Regions from separate parts of the Mus musculus genome. Here all the other regions are linked to region 2. A link is a contact called in public ChIA-PET and HiChIP or PLAC-seq data. All regions are on one chromosome and are shown on one strand. The core of a region is the stretch at or near the end of the contact, and the rest is flanking DNA. Distances in the headings are between cores, read along the strand shown. Region 1 holds the start of Cby3 (chibby family member 3). Region 2 holds the start of Mapk9 (mitogen-activated protein kinase 9). Region 3 holds the start of Maml1 (mastermind like transcriptional coactivator 1). Region 4 holds the start of Sqstm1 (sequestosome 1).

Region 1 (3,772 bases), core at 715-3,214, 510 kb after region 2:
GGCTGTCTCTGCTAGGTCATGCCCGATTCGTGTTTGCTATCCTCATTCCACCAAACTAGACTGCTGGTGTATTGTGAAGTGTTTGTGAGTGGATCGAGCTGCCGCTGCTGACCAGTGAACTGAACTGCTGATTTCCTGACAACCCAGATGGGAGTGGCTCCAAAGAACCTTTCTAAACAAGTCCACTTCTCCCGAATCCTTTCTTTCCCACTACTTCTGGTGGGTGGTGGGCTACAAGGGAGGTTAAAGCATTTAAGAACCACCATTAAGGGCCGGCGAGATGGCTCAGAGGGTAAGAGCACTGATTGCTCTTCCAAAGGTCCTGAGTTCAATTCCCAGCAACCGCATGGTGGCTCACAACCATCTGTAATGGGATCTGACACTCTCTTCTGGTGTGTCTGAAGTCAGTTACAGTGTACTTATGTATAGTAATTAATCTTTAAAAAAATCATTAAAAGTAGGATTTGAAAAAAATTAAAAAGTTACTGGAAGAGTATACAAATATCATGCAGGAAGCCCTGGGCTCAATCTGCCCCCAAAAGTTTCCATTGCTACACTCTGGACTAAGGTTGCACTAAAATTCCTGGAGGGCAATCTACATGTGTTCTAGAGCAATACCAGATTCCTTATGCTCACCTCCCATCCACCCCATTGCCAAGAATGTTGGCTTAAGGTACTGTGTGCCACAGCCTATAGGCTGGAGCTGCTCAGGAGACTAAGATGGGAGGAGGATCACTTAGGCCTAGGAGATTTGAGCCAGCTTAGGCTAACAAAGTGAGATCAGGTCTCCAAAAACCCAAGTAAGGGGCCTGAGATGGCTCAGTGAGGGAGGGGCCTGCTGCACAAGCCTGAGACCCTGAGTGCAGAACCCCAGTTCTCATGGGATTGAGTGAGTGTGGCAGCCTGCATCTCTAACCCCAGTGCTGACACGGGACACTGACACACACAATCTGCAGGGTACAGCAATGTCTGTCTGGAACTTAAGGGAGAGACAGAATGAGTAAGATCCCTCTGCCCTATCTTCATTAATACAACACATGACTTTCATAGCTGGCCAGAAGTCGAGTGGTACCCAACTCCCACCTTGTTCACAGAGTGCATCTCTGGGAGCTCTCTCTCACCTTTGATGTCACTACAACTCCAAGAAGACACTTCCCTGGCAAAGGTGGGGGTAGAAGATCCCTACAGCTTTTTGGCCAGCTGGCCTTTTGACTCTGCTAACTCCAGGTTCAGTGAGACTCTGACTCAAAAAATAGGGTGGAAGACCAGGCAGGTTGGTGCACTTTTGATCTCAGCACTCTAAGGCAGAGCAAGTGGATCTCTGTGAGTCTGAGGCCAGCCTGGTCTACAGAGCTAGTTCCAGGATAGCCAGGACTCCATAAAGATACCCTGCCTTTATGTTTATAATAAGTAAACAAACAAGTAAGGTGAAGAGTGATCAAGAAGATACTGGAGGTTAGCTTTTGGCCAGAGGTCACACTACCCATACTCCCACCTTCCACATAGAAGCCAGAAACATATGATTATAATCCGGCTGGAAGGCTAAGGCAGGAAGCAGGCAGATCCCTTTGTTGTTGTTTTGTTTTGTTTTTCCAGATAGGGTTTCTCTGTGTAGCCCTGGCAGCCTTGAACCAGGCTGGCCTCGAACTCTTGAAACCCACCTGCTGCCACTGACTGGCTCAGGAGGATTCTTACTAGCCTGGGCTACAGGGTAACCTGGGCTATCCTGTCTCAAAAGGACCTAAATCAAAACAAAGATTTAAACAAAATGAGGGGTGCGATTTTATGATTGAACGTCTTCCCTCCCCCAGAACAGTGCCTGGAGCACAGTCAATGCTCCGGAAACTTCCCGTAACTGAACACACTTCACTGTCTACACCACCTCTACCCTAGGAGGCCTGGCAGGGAGGCATTGTGAGTCACAGCTGGCAGACAGGTGGGTGCCATAACCCAGAAATGGGGCCAGGCCTGGGACAGCAGCTTGGGCACCGCCACCACATCTTCCAGGTGAGGAACAACTCACAAGGAATGTCAGGAAACAGTCTACTGGGGAAGTTGTAACCTCAAAGATGGATGTGTAGGGACTTCCAGAGACTCGCTCCATGAGTTAAATCAGGGGGTGGGGGAGAACACCTGTCTCTGCCCACCTGCACAATTCTGTTGGGTTTAATGAAGGTGTGGCAAAGGAAACCCGACAGCAGTTTTCACTCCTGCCCTCGATGGCAGGAGAGGTATTTGAAAAACCACACTGTAGAATCAGCACTTTATAGGTGTTGTGAGAAGAGTTAGGAAGCAAGTAAGATGGGTTCTGGTAGTTATCTGGGCTTTAGATTCCTATCAGTAGTTGGCTAGGAACAAAAGTTAACTCTAGTGTGCAGCATTCTAGTTACTTGAAAGCTAAGTATGGGTCTAGGCTAAGGCACCTACCTGTCTGTCCTATGATGTCATTGATTACACTGGATGTTAATACACGCCTTTCCAGCTGGACCAGGAACATCTTGAGGATAGACAAAGGCTGTGCTTGTGGTATCCTCTGTGCAGGCCAGACCTGGCATGGAGCAGGTGCCAGTGCTAGAATGTGCTAGACATCTCACCAGACAGATGCTCTGCCGAGTTCACACTAACCCTGACTTTGCAGCCATCAGCAGCCTCCCTTAAAGAATGACAACCACAATGTTCAATTTCCCTGTACTGTACCGAAAAATGCCCTCTGGCTCACCTTTCTAGCCTACGTTTCTGCTATTCTCGGAACCAATCCTATTTGTCGGCTCTTTCATGCATCTGGAACATGACAGCCCTTTGCCTCACAGCTGTCAGCAAGAAAAGGCCTGTCCTACTTGCTTGGCTACTGATCTCTACTTGTGGCCCCCTACCTGTGGTCTCTTCCAGCATTTCAGAGAACGTGGTTTCTGGGCCTTTACATTATCTCTTTTTTTGTTTGTTTTTCGAGATAGGGTTTCTCTGTGTAGCCCTAGCTGTCCTGGAACTCACTTTGTAGACCAGGCTGGCCTCGAACTCAGAAATCCACCTGCTTCTGCCTCCCAAGTGCTGGGATTAAAGGCATGTGCCATCACTGCCCAGCCCTACATTATCTCTTACACACCTACATCCTAGATAAAGGGTCCCGGGGAGGTAATTTTGGTGAACACGGCTGGTGTGACTATGCAGGAATGGGCTCCCCTACTAGCCTACAACTGCAGAGTCTAGCCTGAGCAGGCCGCTCACAGGCCATTTGCTTTCCAGCAGTGCCACTGGCTCGCCTTCACCATTCCAGAACATCAGGGTTCCAGACACCCGCGCGCCCCGCGTGGCCCACACCACCTTCACCCTGGAGGCCTTTGAGTGCCTGGCGGCGAGCCAAGCGGGCCGCCTGTGGAAACAGGTGAGGCAATTCTGGGTCGACCACTTCTCGCGCCGCTTCTCGCCGCGGAGGCCACCGCTGCGCCATATCTCATCCATGTCCACCTTCTATCTGCTGGACCACCGCACGCGACAGGCCGAACTGGGGCTCAACTACGGCGAGCCGCGCACCCGACTGAGCGACGAGGCCTTCGTTTTCCGCGGCGGCCGCTGGACCCCAGAGGGGAAGCGCGCAAGCGCGCGCACGCCTCTGCCCTCCTCCACCATCCCGGCCTGGAAGCCACAAGTGCAGCCGATTAAGAGCCAGGTGCTGCTGGAAGAGAATAACTACCTGAAGCTGCAGCAAGAACTGCTCATGGACATGCTAACAGAGACTACGGCGCGCATGCAACTGCTGGAGAAGAAGGTGGAC
Region 2 (3,796 bases), core at 369-2,868:
TTGAGCAGGAATAAACCATACTCCCCCTGGTGGCCAGCATGGGGGTGGCCAAAGGAGGACTCTGCTAGTTGGGCTTGGTCAACTCGATTTAGTCCTATCTGGGAAGAGAGACTTTTAACTGAGACAATGCCTCCCTAAGATTGGTCTGTAATAAAGTTTGTGGGGACATTTTCTTCACAAATGATTGATGTGGGAGGGCCTAGCACACTGGAGGCAGTTCCATCCCTGACCTAGTGAGCTGCGTTCCCCCACTTCCTCTGCTTTGGTTCCTGCCTTGAGTTTCCTACTTCCTTTAACGATGGAGTGTGACCTCAGAGTTCTAATCCAAAATAAACCCTCTCCTCCCCGAAGTGCTTTCTGGTCATTGTGCCTTGTCACACCAATATAAAAGCAGAATAGGACAGAGACACTGTGATTGTCTGGATCCCCTTCTCGACCCTACTGCTCCTCTGAGCCTCCACCACCCTAGTTCAGTGCTTGAAACCAGAGTCACAGCTCTCTTCAAATTCTGCGGAGATTCATGGGGCCTCCTAGTCTCTTGATCTTCCTATACGCAGAGTCCTTCTCCCTGGCTCCTCCTTGGCATCTTGTGACTACAGCTCTACCACCATAGACACCACTTGTCAACTACTGTCTCCATTTTTCCAATCCCTTATTGACCAGTCCTCAGCCTAACCTGTTCGTAGCTTCCCTCAGTGTGTTCAACGTCCCTGTCTCACTTGCAGCCTCTCTATCAAAACACAGAGTAGTCAGAATCCCAAATTCTGAGTTTTCCAAACATCTGATTCACCTCAGACCTTCTGGAACCTACTTGAGAGCCAGAGGTCTGCAGAAGCGTCAACAAAAGCAGCAGTGTTAAAGACCCACTGTCTAGAAGCCCTTCAGCACTGGACGGACACCCTCCTCACCCCTCTACACCAAAGCAGAAACTTGTCTCTTATAAGAGGCCTCTTTAGGCTATACCCGTCACTGACTCATCAGGGTCATGGTCACCGTCTCCCCAACCCCCACCTTCTGGACATCTGGCCGCACCCCTGTTATGATCCCATTCAGTGTGGCATCTGCCTTAGTGAAAAACAAACCCCAAGGCCCCGCGGCTTGTCCTGGTTCTTCCTCCGGGGCCGTTGTACTCCAGGTTCCCAGGCTTCAAGTCCTTGATCATGCCCAGAACTCTTGTCTAACCCGGCTGTCTTTAGTCCTTTTCCAAGTCGCCTCTCCATTTGCACCTGCTACAACCGAGGCCTGACAATGGCTCCTACACTGTAGTCGCAAAGTCACGCCTCGCCCCTCCCCGGCTCTGGCTCCCCTTGGCCCACCCTCTCCGGCGCATGCGGGTCTCCTGGCCCTGGAGGGCGGGCTCAGGAGACGGTCCTAGCTTGACCTGGATCCCTAACTCTGTGCACACTGGCGGACGCTCTTCCAGCAAGCAGACGGTCAGACGGCGAGCCGCCTAGGGGGCGCCACTCTGCACTAGGGCATCCAGAGCGCGCCACTGGCCCCGCCCACACCCAGCCTCCAGCCACGCCCGTACTGCCCAGCCTTGCCCACCCCCAGTCTCAATTGGTCCCGCCTGTCTGGATATCCTAGTTCTGATTGGCTGGCCTAAGAATCCGTCAGACTGAGCGCCGCGGCGGCGGCGGCGGCGGTGGCAGCAGCGGAGCAGAAGGGAACCGGACCGGAAGGGTCGCAGCGCCCCGCGCCCCTCACACCCACTGCGACGGCGACGGGGCGGAGCAGAGCGGGGCGGGGCGACCGGGTCCAGGTCGTGGAGCTGGGTGCCGCCAGAACGCATCGCCGCCAGCGTGCCCTCCCTCTGCCTCCGGCGCGGCGGCGCGGAGCCGAGGTGAGCCGGGCGGGCGGCTAGGCCTGGCGGGGCTGCTCGGGCCACGCAGGGCCTGGGGTGCGGGGCTCAGGGGGTGGACTGCTCGGTACTGCCCGGCTATCCACGGTTCCGCGGTCGTTCTCTCCCGCCTGGTGTGTGCAGCCCCAGGGCTGCAGGCCGGCTGTCTGGCCGGGCCCCAGCAGACCTGCCCGCAGGGATCTGTGGGCGCCTTTCCTCCAGCTGTGAGGCACGTCGCTGCACCCCGCTGCATGCCCTGGAGCCTGAGCTCTGGTCCCCGCGACCTTGGCGGTGACTGCGACCCTCACTGGCCCTCTGCTTTCCCCTCGGGAGTAATGGTAGAATGTCTAGGGTTTGGTCGGGGTTGTTAACGGGCAGTGTAACTGTCTCAAAGCGTTAGGGCAGAGAAGCCTAAGGCGCACATTTGAGAGCATCTGAGTGGGTAAATAAATGCTCCCTTGCTGATGTGAGTGTCGTAGGAACTCCCCCTCATCCGCTTAGAGTCCTCCCCCACTTCTGCCCCCCCTCCCGAGCCTTGTCATTCATCTTCAGTGCCCAGCAAAGCCAGAGTGGGCCCTGCCCACCTCCTCCGCCACTCCTTCCCCTCTTAACAGAAGCAGATCTCTGCTCTCCTATCCTAAGCTCACCTGCCTTGGGCATGCCAAAATCATTTATTTACCTCAGGACCTTTGCACTTCGATTTCTCTATGTTCAGAGTTGTCTATAAGATTTTTACCCAGCTGTCTTCTCTCACATCGCTTCCTCCTGTGGTTCAGTGTCTTGTTATAGGCGAGGCCTACCTAGCTTGACCACCCTTTTCCCTCGCTTAGTCATTCTCGCTCATCAGTTTCTTTAATTTTCCATCCAGTACCTACTCTGGATTGATGCTATCTGATTTATTGCCCCGTCCTTTTTGTATAGCATGGTGAGTACAGGTAGTTGTTTCATCTGTAAAGTCAGATCAGTGAATGAACAGTAAGACCATCCCTGCCTATTATTATCTCTGCTTTGTCCATTTTGTTGGTGACTTTAACTTGTGAAACTTGTAAGCAAACAGACGCTGATTCTCACTTTGTGAAATATTTTCATGTTTTTAATCTCTTTCTAGTAGCTGTCAGAACAATTTGTGATAAAAAAAATACGTTTTGGTAAGAGTTTTGCTCTGGCTTCCTTCCACACATTCAGGAGTTATCTACTGGATTCTGTATTATCTAGGTCATGCTTTCTGCTGGGCTCTGGGGACACAAAGGAGATAGCAACAGGGTACCGTCCCCCAGAGAGTCCAGGAGCCCCATAGAGCAGACTGGCATGCACACAGTTCTAGGACAGGATATGACACCAGCTATAGTGAAGGGTCTGTGCCCTAGAAATGGAGGGTGTGGGGTGGGGGTGCTGGAGGGCCTTGAGCAGGGACAGACAGAAAGTGAAAGGGCAAGATCAACAAGGAACTCTGCTCAGTCTGGAGCCAAGAATCAGCCCTCCAGGGCAAGTGTGGGGCTTTATGGGGTGCTGGAGACCCCAGAGCTCCAGAACTTGGTTCAGCAATTTTTGTAAAAGCCAGGATTCCAAGTTTGTATCTGGACTCTGATATGTCAGTGTTGGCAATAGCTAATTAAAACTAGCTATTTGGTGCCAAGCCAAAATGCGGACCTCATGCAGCACTGCTAACCTCCTGAGCAGGCAGTGTGGGAGGGAGAAGCATGGAGGAGCAGGAACTGTAGCCTGAGGCCAGAGGAGCTAGGCCCTGTTCCCCAGATACCAGCCAGGCACTCATTTGAGTGTGGCTGGCACACTGGGTTCCACAGAGGAAGAAACGGAGGCTCAGTGCTTCAGCAGTTTGCTTCAGCGCAGGCAGCCAGTGAGAACTCGAACCCAGATTGCCCTCAATCTAAGGTTCTCAGCTCTATTTGTGTTTGGTTTTCGATTTGTTCTGGAAGAACAATAGCCAATCTATAA
Region 3 (3,651 bases), core at 1,061-3,560, 450 kb after region 2:
TATGGTTGAAGTAATATGTGACTATGTGCTAAAAACAAAGGGTGTAAGTTGGGCAGTGGTGGTGTACCCCTTTAATTCCAGCCCTCCAGAGGCAGAGGCAGGTGGATCTCTCTGAGTCTGAGGTTACAGAGTGAGTTCCAGAGAGAGAGTACAGTGAAACTCTGTCTTGAAAAAAAAAAACCAAAAAACAAAAAAGAAGTAAAACCAAACCAAACCAGAAACATGTACACATACATACATACACACACACATATACATATACTTCATAACTGTATTGAGAGAGGAGATTCTGCTGTGGGCTGGTTTTTCACTAACTGCAGATGAAGGTAGGCTGTGGCTGGAAGGACGGCAGGATTCTGAAAATGTTGAGAAAGATCCTGCAAGCAGCCGTTTAGTTTGAGAAATTTGTTCACATCACATCCACTGTCATTTCTTCTTTCCTCCTTCCTACCTCTGGGCAGGAATCAACCACACCTAACCTCATACTCATTTGATTGCTTCAAGAAACCTTGTAAGGCGCACAACATACCCTCGATTTACAGGCGGGAAAGTGAGGATGAGAAGACTCGAGCAGCTGGGTCAGAACCGGTGTGTTCTGCCGTGTGGTCTCGCAGCGGGGATAGTGTGGGAAGGAAGGAAAGCAATAGCCCTGTGGGGCACATGAAAAGACAGGCTAGCTCCGGCTGGCTCCGAAAGCCAACCGAAGATTAAACCTAATTCCCTCCAGCAACAGAAGGGTTTCTAACATTTCAAGAGGAAGGGTATTAAGTGACTGAAAGACTAACCACCAGTTAGGGAAGAGTTTTAACAACGGCCCAAGTGAGAGACAATGAAGACATAAATTAGAATTACCAAACAACTTAAGTGTTGTAAAATTTTACTTTTAAACTACCAAGAATTTTGTAACACCCATTCCCCTCCCCCGCCCCTCCACACAGGTTTCCGGTTTATAAATCAGTTTCAGGGAGGCAAAACTTCTAACCAATAAATCTCGGGATTAGCTACTAAAAACCAAAGGGCACAGCTGACCAACAAGTAACGTCATTTCCCCCGTTCAACAACTATTAATATTATCAGAGGTTTTTAACAGGCTTAGTAGGTTAATTTTGGAACTGTCAATAATATAGCAGGAATCAGGCGTTCACAAATTCCAAAGTTCCCTTTTGCGGGGGTTGGGGGAAAACGAATGCCTTTTAAGCAACTCCGTTTACCGAAGCTTCCAAAGACTTTTCAATTTTCCATTCCGAAACCGCGGGATACTGTCAACTGAAGGGAGACTTATTTCCATATTAAAGCCCTAACTAACCTCCACGAAGCAAAGATCCAATCAACATCTGCAGACTAAGCGAGGCCAGGCCTACGGTGCAAGAACGCCCTACATCCTAGGCAACTCCAACGCGGGTCTGCTCCAAGACGAAGTTCTCATCAATTGGAAATTAAGTTTAGGAGAAAAGCCTACCAGCAACTAACCTCCTGCTTTTCCAGCCCCGATTTCACTCAAGTCCTCAAGGGGACGTTTTCCCAAAGTACACCGCAGTGCCACTTCTGGAAGATGACAAGCGCCCTGCCATGTTAGCCACCTCCCAGGACCCAGACTAAGAAATGGGGGCGCTCGGGAAAGTTTCCCCAAGGCCCGATCCGCGCCGGAAGAGGCGTTTTCGGGAGTGAGTATTGCTGTGGCAGGCGCCAGCCTTACTCACCGCGACCGGGCGGCCGTGCTCCGGGCCGTCCGCTGCGTCCAGGCGCGCGGCCGCCGGGGCCGAGGCGGGGGCCGGAGCGGCAACCGGGGCCGTGGCGGCGGCCGGCGGCTGCCGGTGCTTGCCGGCGCGCTTGGCCTTGGCCTGGATGCAGCGCTGGTGCAGGGCAAAGGTGTGCTGGCGCTCGAGCTCCAGGCGCTCGGGAGACACAGCCTCGTAGCGGGCCTCACAGGTGCTGTGGTGGCGCCGGCACAGTTCGATGCGCCGGCGGAGGCGCTCCATGACCGCGCTGTGCCGCGGCAGCGCGAACTCCGCCATGGGGCAGGTGGGTAGCACCATGGGCCGCGGGCGGCACTGGCCGGGCCCGGGCCTCCCGGCGCCGGCTGCCACTTCGGGTTCCTCCGCTTCTGACGGCCCGGATCCGCCTCACGCCCGCGCCATGTCCGGCCGGGCTGTGGAGCGGGCTCGGGCGCGGCGGCGGGTCTTCCTCCGGCCCCGCTCGGCCCGATTCCAGGCCGGGGAACACCGCCCGCCTCAGGCTTCGGCCTGTCCGCTATACCCCTGCCCCATTGTTTTCCGCGCCGCTGCCGCCGCCATCTTAAAATTGTTTTCGGGGCTTTCGGAAGAGGGCGGGGCCTGGGCCGGCGAACTCTGCGTCACTGCTGATGGACCGAAGCTCTAGCCAATCAAAGGAAACCCGCTGCCCGAGGGCGTGGGGGACAAGCACGTCAGGAATTTTCGGGTATTTAAACTGAACACTCTGGCGAGGAGGGAAGCCCGAGGCGGGCTCAGTGCGGGAGAGTGAACTGTGACTGACGGGAACCTATCCAAGAAGAGCCACGTTTTCTGAACACCGCCCCCTGAAAGCAGTCCCTTCCGGGTTCGTGAGGAACGCGGGTTAAGTCTGAGTGAGGTGGAAGCCTTAAGACCCAGATGTCCAAAGCTGTCTATCTTTTTAGTCCACCCACACTATTTCGAGGTCAGCCATTTCCGACCTCATTCTTTACATACAGCCACGTAATTGATCAGAATTGTTTTGAGCTTGAGCGACCTAGTAGAGATAGTTATCACTGACTGGTACTGTGAGCAATAGCTCATTACTTGGAGGGGTGAGGGTGGGAAAGAGCCTCAATACTGGGGACTGGAGTTATTTAGATCTACAGGGGCATACACTTAAAAACCGACTGATATATAAAATTGAGTCACTCAAAATCCAATCCAAAGCACTGGGTTCCAGTGATGCCACTAGCAAGCAAGTGAGCGAAGGTAAAAAGCCAGGAAAGGACCAAAAAATGTTCTGGATGGTTACTGACACCCAAACTGCCATAGGAGATGCTGGGAGGCTTTGCAATAGAAGACCTCACGAGCCACTCAAACATGTCACCCTTTAACCTCTTACTAGAGTTCATTAAAGTTTTATTTTTAAAATCACAAAGAAAAAAAGCTAACAGCCAAGTGTTTTTATACACATGGAGTTAAAATAAGAAAAAGGAATTCTAAGTTTTTGGTGGCGGGAGTGGCAAAGATAAGTGAGCACTGCTTCTTCCCAGTGCCAAGCATTACAATCAGCACTCAAGTGAAACCAGCAGCTTTTGTATGCAGTGATGAAGGACTGAACCCAGGACCTCATGAGTACGCTGCAGCTGTCTTCACATACACACTAGAAGAGGGCATCGGATCCCATTACTGATGATTATGAGCCACCATGTGGTTGCTGGGAATTCAGGACCTCTGGCAGAGCAGTGGGGTACTTAGCTGCTGAGCCAACTCTCCAGCCCACCATTAAACTGTAGTGTCAGGTACCCCAGATTGCCCTCAAATATATTGTCTGAGGCTGGCCTGCCTCTGCTTCTGATCACACCATTACGCCCAGTTAGAAGTGCAAGGTTATCTTCAAAACTCTATAGTGTATGGATTCAGGACGCAACCTAAAACACAAAATATCCTGGGCATG
Region 4 (4,206 bases), core at 494-2,993, 360 kb after region 2:
ACCTTATACAGGCCAAAACCACACACCTGCAGGCTGGACTGAGCCTCTGAGCAACCATTTAGCAACAGCTACCATAAGGGAGATGAGAGAGATTGCCTCAAAAGAAACAGTGTCCATAAACTACAGACCAGATAAATTAAACATGACATATTCAAAGAAGACTATTCTTCATACACAAAAAGAAATTAAATACTGCCCATGTACAGAAATAGAGCCCTTGACTAGCATATGCAAAGCCCTAGGTTCAATTCCCAGTACTGGAGGGGGGAAGATGTACTAGTGAGAGCTGTAATACAAATGGGCCTTAGACATATTAATAAGTGAATGAACAAAGATTCACTGTGCCAGCCTGGTCTACAGACCAGCCAAAGCTACCTAGAGAAACCCTGTCTTGAAAAAGCAACCAAAAAAAAAAAAAAAAGCCATTTTAATGTGTTCTAATTCCTAATAGTAAAATGAATACTAAAGTAGACCAGCCATTGCCTGGAACTGGAAAGGATACAAGATGACAAACAGGAAAAAAATTATATAATAAAATAATAATTATTACAATAATTGTTATATAATTTTTATGTAATATATAAATAAAATTTATAAAACAATGAAGAGATTCTAAGCCGAATGTGAAAATAGTTATACAACTCATTTTTTTTTTTTAAATGCAAGGAGCTGGGGAGGTAGCTCAGTTGCTCGAGGGCCTAACATGCATGAAGCCCTGGACTGGATGCCTAGCACAAAGATGACTCAGAAGGACAATTTAGAGATACAGGCCATCCCGGCCATATAGTAAGACCTGTCTCTGCTAATACGAAAGAATAATCGTTATACACTTTTACTGGGTGAATTGCACAGGTCCTAGGTTATAACGCAGTTACACTGAAAATTTTCTGTCCAGTAGTCCCTGTGATTCCTGCACTAGAAAATTGAGACAAGAGGATTGGAGTGATTGAGGACGGCCTAAACCACTCGTGAATTCCAGGCCAATCAGGCTACGTGGCTTTATTTCAGAAAAGAGAGAGACTGACCAACCAACCTGGCCTACCCACAGTCCTCCATAGAGATCGCAAAACCATTCCCTCCCACAGGGAGGGTCTTGTCCACTCGTCTCTTGTCAACAACCTCTAGCTCCACCCCATGCAGCCACCAGCCACTCCAACGCAAGAGACTGAGCTAGTTCCGGGGTCCCCTACCTCCCTTCCCACGGGCTGCCCCACCCCGCCCCCGCTGCTTATTTATCCGCGTCACTCCTCTCCACCCCTCCTCCACGTCTGCCTGGTCCCAGGTCTTCCGGGGCTTTAACTGAACCCACCACCGGGCGTTACGGGGAGCAAGCGAACCGCTGGATGTTAGATGTAACCTGAGCGGCCGCCTGACCACCCTGTCCCCGCGGGGAGCCAGAGGACACGCCGCCTCGTCCTCGCCCAGACCTACTACTCCCTGGCGGGGGAGGTTGGCTTCCCCGCCCCAGGCCCTCACCGCGGTAGTGCGCCTGGAAGCCGCCAGGCCTCAGCGTGGGGAACAGCACAGCCACTCGGCTCAGCAGCCTCTCGCAGGGCCCCGGGCCGGCCGCGGCTTGGGCTTCCGCCTCCGGCTCCGGGCTGAAGCAGAAGCTGAAGCGGCGGATCTCGCGGGTCGCCTCCTCCTTGCCCAGAAGATAGGCCTTCACCGTGAACGACGCCATAACCGCGGTCTAGGTACGGACGAAACAGCTGGGCAGCGGCGGCGCCGAGAGCCCAGCTTTTATAGAAAACGGGGGAGCCCCGCCTCGTGGGGGCGGAGCCTCTATGAGCCCCGCCCCTCCCCTAGGCTGGGGCGGCCGCTGGAGCCCCCTTGATGGGACCCTTGAAAGGTACGGGGTCGAGACGACCCCACTGCCTACTCTTTTCTTTCCCACCGAATACATGGGTGACCACAAGAGACCAGCCTCAGCCTCAAGTCGTTGGGAAAAGGACCCGTAAGTATCGAGCCTAGGTACCTCCCAGGCTTGGGCCTGCCTATGACTCAGCAGTGTCGTCCCCAAGCCAGGGGGGATGTACGGCCCAGAAGCTAGGAGGACACAGATGTCTACTGTCAGGTAGCCATTCTTTTAGCCAAACAGGCTGTCTCACAGGATGCTATTCCGACCCTCCTAAACATAGTGTCCCCGGTAGTAGCCCCCACTCCCACCCCCTTCCAGGCATCCACCATGACCAGCCCCTCACTGAATAAAGGAACATCACCCACCATCTTAGGCCTCACCCAATTTAACAAAGATCAGGTTGAGAGGTGTTGGACAAGCACTGGTGACTTCTCACAAACCCACCCTGTAAGAGGGGTAGCCAGGGCTCCAGAGGCAGCAGTAGTCACAACCTGTTCATTGCAACCAGAGATTCCTCACTGCAGCCCAGACACACACACACATACACACACATTCATATTCTCTCTCTCTCTCTCTCTCTCTCTCTCTCTCTCTTTCTCTCTCTCTCTCTCTCGGAAGGTACATGTATCTCAGGCCTTAGTGGCTTCAAAGCACAAAGGGATCAGACCACCTGCCCTCCATCTAGGAACCAAAATACAAGCTATAGCCAGTCCTGTGCCACAGGTTGGTTATTCCAGCTGTTTGAGGTGCTGAGGCAGGAAAAGACCAAGTTCAAGATATTCTGCTTGAGCAACTTGGTGAAACTGTTTCAAAATAGAAAGTGATCCTAGTACTTGGGAGGTCAGAGGTTCCAGAGTTCAAAGCCAGCCTTGGCTGCATGAGGCTTCTAAGAAAGAAAAAAAGTCTGGGTGCTGGGGGGCGGGAATAAAGAATCTGGCTATACAGTTTAGTAAGGATACAGGAGATTTAGCTTAGTAGGGATACAGCTTATAGAGATTTAGCTTAGTAGGGATACAGGTCATGAGGATTTAGCTTAGTAGGGATATACCCGGGAGATATCATTAATGGGAATTTGGTGCATAGGGATATAGCTCAGTGACAGAGCACCTGCCTAGTATGTGTTACATCTTAGGTTCAACCCCCAATACAAACGCCAAAACCAGGAAATGCTGCTTTCTGTGGCCAGAGTGACCTGTTAGCTAGCATGATGACACACATCTGTAACCCCAGCCCTTGGGAAGCTGAGTCAAGAGGAATTCTAATTCAAGGCTCGGCCAGGCTTGCATAGCAAGTCCTACTCTCAAAAAAAAAACAAATTAAGCAGGGCAGTGGTGGCACATGCCTTTAACCCCAGAACTTGGGAGGCAGAGGCAGGTGGATTTCTGAGTTCAAGGCCAGCCTGGTCTACAGAGTGAGTTCCAGGACAGCCAGGGCTACACAGAGCAACCCTGTCTCAGGGAAAAATAAAAACAAACCACAAATTAAATGAATAAAGTAAAATGAGCTCTTAGCAGGAACCCAGTCCTGGGAAGGCTAGAGGCTGAGAAGGGTGTCACCCTGTAAGGCCTTCTAGGTATGGTCCTTTCCATAGGACTAGACCTGCTGAGTCAAAGTCATGGGAGAAGACATGCAGGGCAGAATTGGAGCTCAAGTCGTCTCCCTGAGGCAGGGTCTCCACACCAGCTTCCTAGGGCCCCTCTCCCAGTTATCATGTCTTCCCTGGACCTCTCTCAGAATTGGTTTTGTGAGAGCAGAAAAATCTGTAATTTTAGGAAAACTCAGCAATGGACAGTGATTTGCCACACAGGTGTGACTGCCATTTCCCTGGTGGCTAGAAGGTACACACCTATTGCCCCAGAGGACAATCCCAGTTTTAGGCTTTCCTCTCCAACAGTTGCTAGCCCAGGAAAAGGCCCCTGATCCTGCAGGACCCTCTGCTAATGCAGAGGACAGTGGGGACGCAAAGGCTGTATCCCGATGTCAGCTGCTGGCCAAGCGTGACTCAGCAGTCTAGTGGCCTGACAGCCTTAAAGCTTCAATCAGACCAAACTTCCTATGGAATGTCTGAGCCAATGGGGAACTGTGGGGAAATCCTTTACTCTGTCACCAGTGGAAGAAAGAGAAATGGGGAGATGCCCTGGGTTCCAGGCCAGGCCAGCATGCCCTACAGCCTACAGCGACTCAGGCTCTCTCCTGAGTTCCCAGGCCAACCAGGGAGGTAAACAAGGCGGTGGCTGGGGAACCCCCTGGTAGGGCCCTTTCTGCTTGCTGTGGTCAGGTGGCCTGGGCGGCTATGAGTCAGAGTCCCATGATCATGGTCATAACAGGGGGATCCCAAGCTGCTGCCA

Evidence for each region. ChIA-PET counts read pairs in DNA pulled down with a chosen protein or histone mark. HiChIP or PLAC-seq counts read pairs in DNA pulled down with a chosen protein or histone mark.
Region 1: a FOXA1 HiChIP or PLAC-seq map of pancreatic cancer cells shows a contact between it and region 2. The contact joins the promoter of Cby3 here to the promoter of Mapk9 in region 2. A contact is called at or near these places in 7 of 39 promoter capture datasets (embryonic stem cells, hippocampal neurons, liver and 2 more), 1 of 484 Hi-C or Micro-C datasets (embryonic stem cells), 1 of 115 datasets of contacts at active chromatin or transcription factors (pancreatic cancer cells) and 1 of 9 other capture datasets (liver).
Region 3: a contact with region 2 is called in an H3K27ac HiChIP or PLAC-seq map of thymic regulatory T cells, with 2.8 times the contacts expected there. The contact joins the promoter of Maml1 here to the promoter of Mapk9 in region 2. A contact is called at or near these places in 9 of 39 promoter capture datasets (3T3-L1-derived adipocytes, embryonic stem cells, fetal liver and 4 more), 3 of 484 Hi-C or Micro-C datasets (all in embryonic stem cells) and 1 of 115 datasets of contacts at active chromatin or transcription factors (thymic regulatory T cells).
Region 4: an RNA polymerase II ChIA-PET map of memory CD8 T cells shows a contact between it and region 2, with 78 read pairs. The contact joins the promoter of Sqstm1 here to the promoter of Mapk9 in region 2. A contact is called at or near these places in 2 of 39 promoter capture datasets (pre-B cells and stem cell-derived epiblast-like cells), 1 of 484 Hi-C or Micro-C datasets (embryonic stem cells), 4 of 115 datasets of contacts at active chromatin or transcription factors (effector CD8 T cells, embryonic stem cells, memory CD8 T cells and 1 more) and 4 of 9 other capture datasets (adipose tissue, embryonic stem cells, liver and 1 more).

The regions. Positions count from the first base shown.
Region 1 is chr11:50,355,797-50,359,568 of GRCm38.p6, forward strand. It overlaps Cby3 (chibby family member 3), which reads left to right and starts at 1,965. Exons shown (of 2, transcript NM_029691.1): 1 at 1,965-2,007; 2 at 3,244-3,772. The coding sequence starts at 3,458. Mir804 (microRNA 804) reads right to left here and starts at 2,083; the gene lies at 1,989-2,083.
Region 2 is chr11:49,845,133-49,848,928 of GRCm38.p6, forward strand. Mapk9 (mitogen-activated protein kinase 9) reads left to right here and starts at 1,619. Exons shown (of 12, transcript NM_207692.2): 1 at 1,619-1,843. It overlaps Gm36507 (a long non-coding RNA gene), which reads right to left and starts at 1,165. Exons shown (of 4, transcript XR_003949545.1): 1 at 1,083-1,165.
Region 3 is chr11:50,290,026-50,293,676 of GRCm38.p6, forward strand. It overlaps Maml1 (mastermind like transcriptional coactivator 1), which reads right to left and starts at 2,311. Exons shown (of 5, transcript NM_175334.3): 1 at 1,701-2,311. The coding sequence starts at 2,036.
Region 4 is chr11:50,209,077-50,213,282 of GRCm38.p6, forward strand. It overlaps Sqstm1 (sequestosome 1), which reads right to left and starts at 1,744. Exons shown (of 8, transcript NM_011018.3): 1 at 1,477-1,744. The coding sequence starts at 1,681.